3 separate regions of the Sus scrofa genome follow, and all the other regions are linked to region 1. Evidence: chromatin contacts called from public Hi-C and promoter capture Hi-C data. All regions are on one chromosome and are shown on one strand. Each heading gives the region's core, a stretch centred on a gene start, on an enhancer-like site or on the middle of the called end of the contact. The rest is flanking DNA. Distances are from core to core; before and after follow the strand shown. Region 1 holds the start of SETD2 (histone-lysine N-methyltransferase SETD2). Region 2 holds the start of CCDC12 (coiled-coil domain-containing protein 12). Region 3 holds the start of PTPN23 (tyrosine-protein phosphatase non-receptor type 23).

Evidence for each region. Promoter capture Hi-C pulls out the DNA fragments that hold promoters and counts their contacts. A called contact is a pair of places that touch in the nucleus more often than the background predicts.
Region 2: a promoter capture Hi-C map of liver shows a contact between it and region 1, with 4 times the contacts expected there. The contact joins the promoter of CCDC12 here to the promoter of SETD2 in region 1. A contact is called at or near these places in 1 of 5 promoter capture datasets (liver), 2 of 47 Hi-C or Micro-C datasets (heart right ventricle and liver) and 1 of 2 datasets of contacts at active chromatin or transcription factors (alveolar macrophages).
Region 3: a Hi-C map of liver shows a contact between it and region 1, with 7 times the contacts expected there. The contact joins the promoter of PTPN23 here to the promoter of SETD2 in region 1. A contact is called at or near these places in 2 of 5 promoter capture datasets (fetal liver and liver), 4 of 47 Hi-C or Micro-C datasets (heart right ventricle, liver and skeletal muscle) and 1 of 2 datasets of contacts at active chromatin or transcription factors (alveolar macrophages).

The regions. Positions count from the first base shown.
Region 1 is chr13:29,994,737-29,998,864 of Sscrofa11.1, reverse strand. It overlaps SETD2 (histone-lysine N-methyltransferase SETD2), which reads left to right and starts at 2,580. Exons shown (of 22, transcript XM_021068704.1): 1 at 2,580-2,833. The coding sequence starts at 2,763. It overlaps LOC110256227 (a long non-coding RNA gene), which reads right to left and starts at 2,833. Exons shown (of 2, transcript XR_002337517.1): 1 at 2,107-2,833; 2 at 1-1,088.
Region 2 is chr13:29,844,316-29,848,902 of Sscrofa11.1, reverse strand. CCDC12 (coiled-coil domain-containing protein 12) reads left to right here and starts at 2,220. Exons shown (of 9, transcript XM_005669466.3): 1 at 2,220-2,651; 2 at 3,207-3,371; 3 at 3,470-3,823. The coding sequence starts at 3,728. It overlaps NBEAL2 (neurobeachin-like protein 2), which reads right to left and starts at 1,497. Exons shown (of 55, transcript XM_021068700.1): 1 at 1,215-1,497. The coding sequence starts at 1,265. It overlaps LOC110256226 (a long non-coding RNA gene), which reads left to right and starts at 3,830. Exons shown (of 2, transcript XR_002337516.1): 1 at 3,830-4,140; 2 at 4,545-4,587.
Region 3 is chr13:30,187,362-30,192,134 of Sscrofa11.1, reverse strand. PTPN23 (tyrosine-protein phosphatase non-receptor type 23) reads right to left here and starts at 1,476. Exons shown (of 25, transcript XM_021068730.1): 1 at 1,201-1,476. The coding sequence starts at 1,284.

The DNA of each region.
Region 1 (4,128 bases), core at 1,331-3,830:
TTTAAAATGTGTGTACAAAGAGCTCTTGGTATGATAGCAGATGAGGGTATCTAATAGTATTCAACCTCCCAACAGTCTTGCCTATAAAACTAGATTCATTTATGTTTGGGGCTTAGTATTTCCCACTGACCTCCATGGTTCAGCACCCTTACTGCATTAGGTTTTAACTAGACTAATGCTATATTAAGAACAGGTATTACAGAGACCACCTGCAACTTCTGCAAGAGACCTATTCAGTCTCTTATTTAGGAAACAGGAAACCTGTAACTGATTGCTTTTTTCTCATTAACCTCAGTTTAGGTCCCTATCACCTCATACACTATTTTAGCCACCTCTACCTATAATTTCCCTTTTCTGTCTGAACAGTGTCAAGTAGCTCCCAATGGCCTTTGTGGCATCTAAGGCACAGGGCTCCAATCTATTCTTTCAAAGTCTGAGAGATAAGACTCAATGAGAGGCGTTGTGCAAGCATTTTTATACATTTTATTTTTTTTATTTTTTTTTTTCTTTTTTTGGCTGCCATGTGGCATGTGGAGTTCCCGGGCCAGGGATCTGATCCAAATCACAGCTGCAACCCAAGCTGCAGCTGTGACAACACCAGATCCTTAATCCACTAAGCAAGGCCAAGGATTGAACCTGCATCCTCATGAATACTAGTTGGGTTCTTAACCTGCTGAGCCACAATGGGAATTCCTGTTTCATACATTTTAGTTTAATAATCACAACACTCTGTGCAGTGTTGTGCAGTGGAAAATATCTCTTTTTATTGATGAAGCACTGGAAAAGTAACCATGCCTAATGTCACATAGCTAGAAAGTGGCAGGGCTGGCATACAATGCCAGGTAGAACCAGCTCTTAATCCCTGTACTATAATGGCTGAATAAGTTCTGACATTTATTGAATATTTAAAGCTTTACAAATATTATCTCATTGGATCCTCACAATAGTGAGGTCGTGTCCACAATAATTTTCTCATCTTACAGTGAGAAAAAGCAGAGAAATTAGGTAATATTCATGGTTCATAAAGAAGTAGCCATGGGAGACTTGAACCAAGGGAATCAGATGGGCTCTGGACCTGGATGCCATGCCTAAAAACCAGAAAAAAAAAGCCCAATTAATTCCCAAGTGAGAAACAATGATGACAAAGTACTAATAGACTCTGACAGCATATATATATATGTGTGTGTGTGTGTATACACACACACACCTATACACATAGAATGTAAAAAAGAGCCAGTAAAGGACGTCTAGTGTCATATACTTTCAGGCTGTTAAAACGTAATACCATAGATTGGGTCTACAAACAAGAGAAATTTATTTCTCACAGTTCTGGAGGCTGACGGTCAGAGATCAGGGTGCCAACATGGCTGAGTTCTGGTAAGGGCCTTCTTTTGGGCTTCAGACTGCTCAATGGGCTTTCATAAGGGCACTAATTCCATTCACTCGAAGGCGCCACTCTCATGAAGTACTCAACTCCCAAATGCCCCACCTTCTAATACCATTATCTTGGGGGACAGAATTTCATAAATGAATTTGTGGGGTGGAATACACATTCCGTCCATAACACTCGATCCAATTGTTTGCTGGTAAAATCCGATTCAAAATTACAGTGGGGAAAAAAAAAACTACAAAAAAATTGATGAACTCCCAATTTCGAAATGATCAATTGCCATAAACTCTTCAACGTCCTGAGAGTTTAGCTAATGGCTTTATGCATTCTTCTCTCTGCTTCCAAAAATACTTAGTCTCACCGCGTCATTTTTGCAAGAATGTGATTAATAGTCTTTTCTTAAAGGACATTTCCTCTAAGGTCTTAAGAACCACGCAGAAGCGCTGCTCCAATGTTGAGGCGGGGGCAGAATACAGCTTCAGGTGAGGGGGTAGCTGACTGGACATTGCCGGGAGATGGGCGGTGGGGGCCCAGCCTGCCCAGAGCTGGCGGACTGGCGGAAGGGGCGTCCCCAGGGCTCGGCTTTTAAGGGCGAATCACCGGCACAGCACCGTTTCCATACTGGCTGAGGGGTGAGATGAAGAGGCAAGGAGGAGGAGAAACAGAAATACAGGAGAGAGGGGCCAGAGGCTCAGGAGAAGCGGCGACCGCCTTACCTCAGAGCCCGCAGGCCTGGGGGAGGGGCCCTCGGCGCCGCTGCGGACTCTGGCGCTCCCGAAGGGCTGGTTTTCAAGGGCGGTGGGGCAGGAAGGTTGGTGTCCCGCGGGGCTCGGGATGTTCCTCCGACGTCGCGCGTAGACAACCCCGGGACGCACCGGGTCACGCCTCAGCACCCTGCCGCCTCAGCGGGCCCGAGGGAGGGGTCGCGACGCTGCGGCTCTCTGTCCGGGGCGGGCCAACAGTTCTAGGGCCTGAGGCTTATTGTTCCGGGAAGTCGTAGGCAAAGTCGGGCTGGGTCTTCAGGCTGCGCCCAGCCTCTCCCACCCTTCCCGCCCCTCCCGTCCCGATCTGAGGTCAACCCACAGCTGCCAGCGCGACGACTGGCGGCGGAAGCGCGGCGAGTGCGTGTCTCTTTAAGGGGCCGGGCCTGTGCGGCTGAGGGGCGGGCGGGGTACGCGTCGCTCACGGTGTGAGAGTGTGGGGGAGAAAGCGGCGGGCGGGCGCCGGAGGGAGGGAGGGAGCAAGCGAGCAAGCGACGCGGGCCGCCCCTGCCGCCGCCGCCGCGGTCGGACCTGCGGCCTCCTCCCCTCCCCTCCCTCGCGTCGCCCTGCCGCGGGGAGGGGGCTCGCGTCGCCGCCTCCAGTAGCTCCTGATGAAGCAGCTGCCGCCGCAGCCGCCTCCGAAGATGGGGGATTTCTACGACCCCGAGCACCCGACCCCTGAGTAAGTATCAGCTCCGTGGCCTCCTCCTGCCCTCTGCCGCCTTTACCCGAGCGGGGGGCGGCGCGTCCTGACGGCTGTTGGCGCAGAGAGTAACGGGTGCGCGGTGGACTCGCGCGGGCGGCGTGGGGAGCAGGCCCGCGCCGCAGCCACAGTCCCCTCGTCCGGGCCGCCGCGGGTTGGCGGTTGGGCCCGGCGTTGGCGCCGCTGCTCGCGTCGCAGCGGCAGTTGGGCCGGGCCGGGCCGGTGGGGGAGGGGCGGCGCGGCCTCAGCTGCCGCCGCGTCTGTACCGACCCGGCTGGCCCAAGCCTTGGCGGTCTCCTTCGGCTCCTCGCGGTGCGTTGGGGCCGCGTTGTAGAGCAAGGAGCCGAGTCCGCGGAGCAGCCGGTGCCAGACTCGGCGAGAGGGCACTGGCGAGGGTAGGCCGCGAATCCCCGGGCTCGGGTGGAAGCCTGGCCCGTCGCCTGGCCTCCCGGCGACGGCGGCTCTGACCGGAAGGGCCTAGCGCGCGTCGCCTGGCCCAGGGCGGCCGAGGGACTCGCGCTGCGCTCTCGGTTTTGATTTTTTTTTTTCCCTCTTGGAACTCGTTCCAGGCCTGGTGGTGCTCCCGGCTTCATATTCTGCACCTTTGGCACTTTGATTTTGTAATGGCGAGGTTTGAGTGGCCCCGCTGTTGAGGTGACACTGGGTTTGTTTTTCCGCTCGAAAATGAAAGCCTCTGGAGGGGCATACATTCTCTACTAGATTATGAGATTTGCACACTTTCGGACACTTTACTTCCTTGGTAGCAGAAACCTCTTACTCTAAATGGATGACTTTCTACGCCTTGTGAATAATTTGGTAAAAACCAGGAATCATTTGAGGGTTTTCTAAGCAGTGTTCCAGAAGACCGAAAAATCGTTTTGCCCAATAGTCTATTTTCAACCTAGGACATTTTTACATTTCTGTTGAAGGCTCTGCTACTGTATCTGTTATCTCAAGAGAGCTTCCACTCCTTCTGATCCTGGATTCACTTGTTTCTCAACGTCCTCACAAAACTATCGTTTTAAAAAGCTATACTTAACCTCCATTTGCTGGTGTTGGTTGAAGTCTGGACCTAAGAATATACAACTCATTTCAAACTTAGCTGTTGATAGGGTTTTCAGATGCGGCTGTCACTTCTAAGACCAGAATGATTCCAAGAGATTTGCTCTTTTGACACATTTTGCCTTAGTTCTGCTATGGCTCTTTTTTGGAACCCTTTGCCAAATCTTTTCATCTTGGTCCAGAAATGTCTGGGTCTTACTTGATAGTTCTTA
Region 2 (4,587 bases), core at 971-3,470, 150 kb after region 1:
CAGAGGCTCAGGGGTGTAAAGAATGTGCCCTGAGTGACACCAAAGAGGGACTCTACTCCATGCACTACTGCCTTCTGCCAGATGCCCAGACCTCTCACCACCTGAGCAGGCTCAGAAAGCTATAGCCCTTATGGCCTGGATTCCTGGTCCCTGGGGCCCCAGACCTGGCCTGAAGTCCTGGGAGACTAAGCTAGACTAGCCTCGTAACAGAGGGCCAGTTAACGTGAGCATGAACTTCCCCCCAGTGAGAGATCAAGGGTACACAATAATCCATTGTGCCCAAGGCACACCTGAGCCAGGAGCATGATGCCAGGCAGGTGCAGCAAGGGAGGTTGGTGTTGGGTGAAGAGGCAAAAGGGTTGTTACCTTGGGTTCCCTCCCTGCTGTGGAAGCAGAAGGAAAGTGGGGGCCTACTGGTGTGAGAGTTTCAGGACACCTGTGTCAGAGTTTGCTCCCTTCACCTTCTGAGGACACTTTGAAGTAGTCGCTGAGGTAGGACAGGGAGCTCAGGAGGAAATGGCCTCCTTCCATCCCTTTCAAACTTCCCTCCTAGCTCACCCTCCTCCCTCCCCACCCCCAAGCCATTTCCCACCAACTGAGGTGGGAACTTTTCTTTGGGCTAGACCCCCACCACCACCCCATAACCCCCCATAACCGCCACCACCCCCCCCCGCCCCCCGGTTGGGGTAAAGCCGCCTGGGTCAGGGAGGAGCTCTCCAAAGATAGTTTGCTGCAGGAAATCTGATGAACTGACTCAGGTCAGACTGAAGTATGGACGCCTTCCGTGCAAGCTTGGACCCCCAGCCCATTCAGACTCACAGGCCCTGACCACCAACTGGGCTGCGCCCACAGGAGCGGCAAGGCCAAGTGCAAACTACGCTCCCCGCCCGTCTCTTTTTCTCTGGCCTCAGTTTCCCCATCTGTAAAAGGGGGAAGTGCCCTGCCATCTTGGTCCAGGCCCCTCTCCTTCCGCACTACAGAGGCTGCGCAGTCCCGACCCAAGAGGCTTGAGCGAGGGGCGCACCCGCGTGGGCCGACCCCCAGGTATAATTGCCAGAGGCATCCGCGGGCTAAGGGTGCACACGTGTGTGCAGAGTCCGAGCACGCCGGGAGCGCGCGCATTTACGCGGTCCAGGTGGCGCCGGGCACAGGTGCAGCAGGCACGGAGCGAGGGGAGCTGGGAACACCGCGGACACGGGGCGGGGCGGGCTCACCTGCGCGTAGTAGAGCAGCCACAACTCGTAGAGCCGCTCCGAGGCGGCCATAGCCCGGCCCGGCTCCGGCCCTGCTGTACGCTACCTGCCGCCGCCGCCTCCTCCGCGCCGCCCGCCGGTTGCCCTCGGCCAGGCCCATGGGCGGAGGGCGTCACTCCGGGGCGGAGCGGCGCGGTACTACTGGGGGAAGTAGTACTGGCCCCCGCTGCGCTCCTCCTCCTCGCAGCCGGCCGCCGCCCGGCTTCCTGCACTCCTGCGGCCGCCACCGCCGCCCCGCCTCTCCCGGGACCGTGCAAAGGGGGGCGGGGGGAGCCCGGCGGGAGGAGGAGCCTGAGGTCAGGGCGGCCCCAGAGGGCGCGCAGCAGCCCCGCCCTCCACAATCCGCGCTCTCACCGCGCTTTGGAAAGGGCCACTCAGAGCCTCCTGGACTAGGGTTGAGTCAAGGATTCCAGATTTGTTCTAGGTCTATATCTGACCGGGACGCATTCTGCCTGCAACCACTCGTGAAAGGGACAGGCTTACAGGGTTGGGGGAAGGGGCTGCAGGCCGCATGCAGATGGGCAGCGTCCTTCAACAAGCAATGATAACAATCATGATGACCACTTGCAGCGCTTACTACGTGCCAGGCGCTGTTATATGGAAGTGCCACTTTTTTTACTCCTGCTGTTAGTGGAGCAGGATAATGTGGCGGGGGTGCAGCGAGGATTGGGGCTAGGGGTGGGAGAATCAGAAAACAGCGGGGCAAGTGTGAAATAGCTCCAAGGAAGCGCGGTACCCTCCATCTTTGGGGCAGATCCCTGGAAAATTTAGGTAGTCTTCCCTCACCTGGGTCCCCTCCTTACTAGATGCTCTGATAGAGACACCTTCCACTCCACAGCTCAGCACTTGATTCACCTCTTTTAACATCAAGAGGTTAAAGTGTGCCTCATATCTCTGTTTTACAGGCAGAGAAACTGAGGCCCAGATGGGCCAAATGAGGACCACCTAAGCAGCCAATGACAGCATGGACAGGGACAGACGCCTGCCTCCAGAACCACTGTCATCATCACTCCTGGGCTTCTCCCCCCCCCCCCCCCGCCCCATCCCTCCAGCTCCCCCAGCCCCCCTGAGAAGTGAGGGGGCACTCTGGTCTTGGGCAAGGGTGAGGCCCTTTGCTGTGGCTGGTAGGAAGTTTGTGGGACCCAGAGAGTTGCCGTCAATTGGAAGAATTGACCCAGTCTGGACCCTCTAGACCTTGGGTAGCCAAGAAGAGACAGACCTAGTCCCTATACCCAACCTGCTCTGTCTTCTTGGCTTCTTGGGCAGTTCCTCCACTTTGGCCTTTTCTCCTGCCCTACCCATCCTACTTCTGAGCTGACATTTCCTGAACAGTTACTACCGGCGGATTGGGTACTACCCGCATACCTGATGCAGGGGAGTTGGAACCAAAAGGCCCAGGTTACTGAAGTCAAGGGGGTTGTGCATGGGGGCTGGCTGGACAGGGTTCTGTGGCACTGGGTTCTGTGACCTCTGAAGGGAATTGGGAAGGAAGGAGTGGGTGTCTACCTGCTGCCAGACTGGGGAGAAGGTCCCAAGCAGGGAACAGCCTTGCTGAGAGACAAGTAGACTGGGGGGAAGGGAGGAAGCTTGGCCTCCTCTTCCCAGGTAGGAGGAGGTGTGGCTCTGGAATCTGGACAGGCTGTCAGAAGATCTTGACTTCAGGCAAAGTGGTTCTCGGGGCATGCTAATTAGCTTGGGAAAGAATACCCTGGCAACTTCTGCTGGGGAACACTGGACCTCTTGGCCACCTGCTGCAGCAGAGGCCAAACTAATTCTCAGCTTAGTTCTTAGGAACTAAACTCAGCGTGGTCCCCTGGGAACCACTGGACCCAAGTTGGGAGATGGGGTTTGCTCTTTCTCAGGTTTGGCAGTCTGACCCTGGGTTAGGGGTGGGAGGGCATCAACCATGAACTCAGAGGAAAATGCCCCCCAGCCAACCCCGCCTCTTCTTAGGCTTTGTCTTGAGCTGAGAGTGGACAGAGAGGGGCCCAAGGGCCCATAAACAGATCCATCCAGGAAGCCACTGAGAGCTTAAGAAGGACCTCTTAAGCTGGGGTTGGAGTGGAGAGTCAGGGAAGGTTTCTTCAAGCCTTGAAGAATAAAGACAAGTGGACAAAGGTAAGTCAGGGCATTCCAAGTGTTCAGCATGGAGTGAGCAGTGGTTGGCGCTTAGGCAAAACCAGGGTGATCGATGCGCTCTATCCTCCTCCACTCAGGTCTGATTCCACTTGCCACTTTCTCATTGATTGGCGTTGGACGAATCGAGCCTTAGAGCCTACTTCTTTGCCGGCCAGAGGCAAGTTAGGCGAGTTGCTGGGGAGGAAGAGGGCGGGCCCTCCTATAGCAACTCAGCATTGGTTGGCTTTCAAGACTTCCGGCTCTCCCATTCCCGTCCCTGGATTGGCTGTAAGAGATTAATCTACGCCTTGGGCCTGCGCGATGCTGGACGAGAGGAGAGGGGGTCGGCTGGCAAGATGGCGGCTACTGCGGCCGGTGTGGGCCGGTTGGAGGAAGAGGCATTGCGGCGAAAGGAACGGCTGAAGGCCCTACGGGAGAAAACCGGGCGCAAGGTGAGAAATGCAGAGTGAGGACCGTGGCCGAGGTAGCCGGCGTTCGGATCCAGGACTGGGACCAGAGGCAGGAGACTAATGGAAAAGGCAACTACTAAATACGCGCATGCGCGCCGCAGGAGCATGCGCGCGGCGTCTGCGTCCGCCCACCGAGTCTGGTGCTGCCGGAGCGGTGCTAGTACTGCGCTGGTGCTAGTCCTGCGCTGGTGCTGTTGCGCATGCGTGGGTACGGGTGCGGCAGTGGTCAACGTGTTGCGGGCTATTTGGCAATTATCTGGTGTTTTCTGCGTGGGTCTCCAGGCCACATCTAATTTCAGGTGCTCGTTGTTTTAGGCGTGATATGCTCGCGTCTAAGCACGCTGAATTTTCCGTCTTCCCATGACCAAGCAACCTTCTACACTTGGTGAAATTTTGGAGTCTGGCGGAGGCAGACTCCTCTGTCCTCCAGAGCGCCTTGGGGGGCGGGACAGTATAGCACTGTGCTCTGGGAGTCTAGCTGGAATCGTTGAGGACAAAAAGAAAAGAAAAGAAAAAAAAAGATCCATTTCTAGGTTAGCGTACGCCTCAGAGAAAGAGGCGGGCACTCACTTCTTTATCAAGCTCTTCTCTGATGATGGGCTTCCTATACCTACTAGTTGCCAAACTCAGAAGCATTTTTCCTTGGTCTTGTTTGACACCGAAATGGCCTCATTCCATTTCTCTTTTGTTCATCTTTCCAAAGTAATCGAGAGGAAGGAGAACTGTGAAGTTCACTTCATGCGTGC
Region 3 (4,773 bases), core at 227-2,726, 190 kb before region 1:
AGCCAAAAAAAGAAAAAAAGGAAGGACCAGATGGAGAAAAGACCCAAGTTTTGGACAGAGCTAACAAGATTCTGGAATTTTAGATCAACTAATCTAACTTCCTGGTCTTACAACTGAGGGAAAAGATGCCCAAAGACATTAAATTATAGACCCAAAGGAATACAAACTGTTAGTATCTGAACTAAGGCAGGGGTGTAAAGAGAGAAAGAGAGAGCTTCTTGGGAAACTACTTTTTAACCAATTTTCTTTCTTCTATTTCTTTTCTCAAGCACCTGAGTGGTGCACCATCTAGCTTTTGGCAGACGCTGTGCTAAAACCACAAGGATGTCAAACTCCAAGGGCCTCCTGGTTTTACTTTTCACTTCCCCTCTTACTCTCAATGCTACCAGTGGTCCTTCCCAAGGCAGTAGATACATGCCTCAGACAGCACCTGATTCCCAGTCGACAAACCTGGCCCCATTTTGTACCGGCCATACATGATCTCGCCATAGCGTTCCCTTCCCTCCATTAAGGCTAAACCTGCCTGATTCCTCCCTCCAAATGAAGATTCAACAAACGACTGCGAAGGTCTCTCCAGGAGCTTCAACACTGTTTATCCTCTCTGAGCAGTCGTGAAAAGCAGCAACCCTCCCCCAGATGACATGGAACTGCATCTTTTGGTCCAAATGGGATCCAGATTAGAGTTCTTCTGAGATCAGAAGAGAATTGCATCAAATGTCAGAGAAACTCCAATCGCAGATCAAGCATTCCAGTGGGTCATCCTCATCCTAGTCGGGTCGTGGACTGATTGCGCACCGAGCGCCGGGCACAACCATTCCACCCAGACGGTCACAGGGGGACGCCCACTGATCTCCGTGGGACAGTCCTGGCGTGAAAAGGGGGCGGGCAGAACTAGATCCAGAGCGTCACACAGAGGAAGTGAGGTGCCTTGGTGGGAACCGTGGATAGCCCTGGGCCAGAAGTGGAAAAGCTGGTTCCAACCAGACAGCGGGAGCTAGCCCCGGGCGGGCGAGAAGAGAAAATGGTCTGCGGTCTCGCGTGGGTGGACCAGGCTAAGGAAAGTCAGCGGAGGCCGTTCCTGCCTCACCCGACCCTGCGACAGGGCCTGGGAGAGAATGGACGCGCAGGGGGCGTCACGCGCTGGCGGACGACGGAGATACCCCGGAAAAGTGGGGGGTGGGGGGTGGGAGGCGCACTCACCTTCTTCACGGCTGACTGAAAGTGGAAGTCACCGGCCTCTTTCAGGTCCAGCCAGATCATGGGCATGCGGGGAACGGCCTCCATGGCGGCTGGCGCTCCCCCTGCCACCCAGCAGCTTCCCTAGCTTTAACAGCAGGGGCTCAACCGCGCGCACCGCACCGCCCCTCCACGCCGGAAGTCGCTTGTCACGCGGGGATGAAAAAAAAGCCCCCAGGGCCTGCTGGGAGATGCAGTCCCCGTCCGCGCAGCCTTGCGTCCAGGATCAGTTTCCGTTGCGCATGCTCAATCTCCTCCGCGTGAGACTAGGGCGTAGAGGGCAAAATCTCCAGCCAGCGGCGAAAGCGTTTCTGGGAGTAGTAGTCTTTCTGCACTGATCTTCCAGGCAGGGCGCCTACTGGTTTACTTCTCCAGAGCAAAGTAAACCTGCCAGGTCTGGCTACAGCCCTTAGCGTTCTCTACTCAGGGGAAGGACATTAAAAAACAGTCCTGTAGGAGTTCCATCTGCGGCGCAGGGTCCGGATCCAGCACTGCCCTGCGTAGGTGGCAGGTGCAGCTAGGATTTGATCCCCTGCCTGGGAACTGCCTGCTGCAGGTACGGCCGAAAAAGAAAAAAAAAAAAAAAAAAAAAGGTTAAAATGACAGACTTTACGATAGGTACATCTTACCAAAATTTAAAAAAATGAAGAAGAAAGAAAGAAAAGAGGAGTTCCTGTCGTGGCGCAGTGGTTAACGAATCCGACTAGGAACCATGAGGTTGTGGGTTCGACCCCTGCCCTTGCTCAGTGGGTCAAGGTTCCGGCGTTGCCGTGAGCTGTGGTGTAGGTCACAGACGCGGCTCGGATCCTCCTTTGCTGTGGCTCTAGCATAGGCTGGCAGCTACAGCTCCGATTCGACCCCTAGCCCGGGAACCTCAATATGCCGCAGGAGCTGCCCAAGAAATGGCAAAAAGACAAAAAAAAAAAAAAAAAAAAAAAAAAAAAAAAAACAGAAAGAAAAGAAAAGAAAATTCAAGGCCATGAAGATAAAAATTTTTTTAAGGAAAAAGAAAAATTTACCAGCATCTTAAAAGTTGTTTCTGGAGGACTATCTTGGAGTCACCTTCTCATAGGTGGGAGAAATGATGATAAGACCACAAGTCTGAAATCAAGGTATCAGCAATGTTGGTTTCTTCTGAGGCCTTGCTCCTTGGTTTGTAGATGGATGTCTTCTACCCGTGTCTTCTCATAGTCTATGTTCTAATCTCCTTTTTTTTTTTTTCTTTAAGTCTTTTTGCCTTGCCTAGGGCCACTCCTGCGGCATATGGAGGTTCCCAGGCTAGGGGTCCAGTTGGAGCTGTAGTTGCTGGCCTACGCCAGAGCCACAGCAACACTGGATCTGAGCCGCGTCTGCGAGCTACACCACAGCTCAGGGCAACGCCGGATCCTCAACCCACTGAGCAAGGCCGGGGATTGAACCCACAACCTCATGGTTCTTAGTCGGATTGGTTAACCACTGAGCCACAACGGGAACTCCCTAATCTCCTCTTACAAGGACACCAGTCATATGGGATTAAGGCCTCATAACCTCCTGTTAACTTAATTCTTTTTGTTTTTGTGTTTTTCAGCTGCACCTGCAGCATATGGAAATTCATGGGCCAGGAGTGGAATATGAGCTGCAGCTTCGACCTCTGCCACACCTGCAGCAAAGCTGGATCCTTAACCTTTTATGCCAGAGCGGGAACTCTTAGTTAACTCTTTAAAGACTCCATCTCTGGAGTTCCCTTCATTGCACAGTGGAAACAAATCCGATTAGGAACCATGAGGTTGACAGTTTGATCCCTGGCCTCACTCAGTGGGTTAAGGATCTGGCATTCTTGTGAGCTGTGGTGTAGGTCATAGACGAGGCTCGGATCTGAGTTGCTGTAGCTGTGGTGTAGGCCGATTGGACCCCTAGCTTGGGAACCTCCATATGCCATGAGTGCGGCCCTAAAAAGCAAAAAAGCAAAAAAAATAAAAATAAAAAAGATCCATCTCCACGTATATTCACACTCTGAAACTCTGAAGTATTGAGGGTTAGTACCAAAGCTTATGAATCTTGGGAGACACAATTCAGCCCATAACACATGGTTTCAGTGACATGAAGGGAAATTGTTATGAGAGGGATCAAAGACCAAGAGGTCCCATGAGAGGGTCTTGAGGCAGTGGGGTAAGGATGGGTCAGTGGAAGTGAGGCAGCAAGAAGGATGTCTCTGGGGTTAAAAGTGCTCTCCTAATGCACATACTTCCTCACATAGATGGGAAAATTTGGGAGTTAAGGGAAGTCTAAGACAGGACAGTACTGAGGGAGGGTAGGTCCCATCACAAGGGGCAGCCAACACCCCATTCAGCTAGGTCAGTTAAACCCTTTCTCAAGACAACCCTCCTGTCAGAAATGGAACAGCCTCACAGACACACAGATGTTCTCCCCCATTTTACCAATGTGGATCCACTTTGCTGATGTGAACACAGCCCTGAACTGAGGAGCAGATCACTCAGGTCTCCCAGTAAGTAAATAAAAGTGTCCAGGCTGGGCCTGGGTCTCCTTCCTTTTAGTTCATTTATTCAATGAATATTTATTCAACACTCACTGTGCCCTATGCACTTTCTAGGCACTGTCGGATAAGACAGGCAGATCTCTACCCTCGTGAGGTTACAGTCTAATGAGGGAAGATAAACGTTACCATGATAAAAAAAAATACAGTATATGAGATGGCTTTGGTAACTGTTATGGCAACTGCTAAGGTAAGAAGAAAATGGAAGGGAACGGTGGGTGGGAGTGTGAGGAGAGGGGCTTTTACAATTTTATATCTTTTTTATATCAGATATTCTCAGAAGGCTTCAATGAGCAGATACTCCTTGAGCAGAGATCTGAAGGAAGTGAAGGAGCAAGCCAGGGGCATAGCCCGGGGAACCGAATTCTAGAAAGAGAGAATAGAAGTTCCCTGGCGGCCTAGCGATTAAGGATCCAGTATTGTCACTGCAGCGGCTTGCGTCACTAGTTGAATCCCTGGCCCAGGAACTTCTGCATGCCACAGGCATAGCCAAAAAAAAAAAAAAAAAAAAAAAGGAAAGGAAGGAAGGAAGAAGAGAATAGTTAATGCAAAGTAGATAAGCACCACTGTGCCTGGCATGCCCGAAGGACAGCAAGGAGGCCAGGGTGGCTGAGGCCAAATAGATGTGGGAAAGAGCAGGAGATGGGGTCAGAGAGCAATGGGTAAGGGCTACAGAAGGGGTAGAGTCTCAAAAACTGTAATGAGGATTTGGGCTTCTCCTTGGATGACCTGGGGAACCATGGGAGGATTTGGAACAGAGAATGTGCTGTAAGTTTAAGAGTTATACTGGCTGCTGTGTTGATAGCCTGTGGAGGGGAGTGGTGACTAGGAAGAAGGGCCCATAGCTGGGGCGTGGATTCCCAGGACATTTTCCTAAGCCCTAGAGAGGGGAGGGTGGAGACAGAACTGCACCACTCAGATCCTCCTTCAAGATCTTCTTAGGGCGTCTGGGGTATAGACACACACAGGAAACATGTGAAGAATATACCATAGGGGCAGAATTG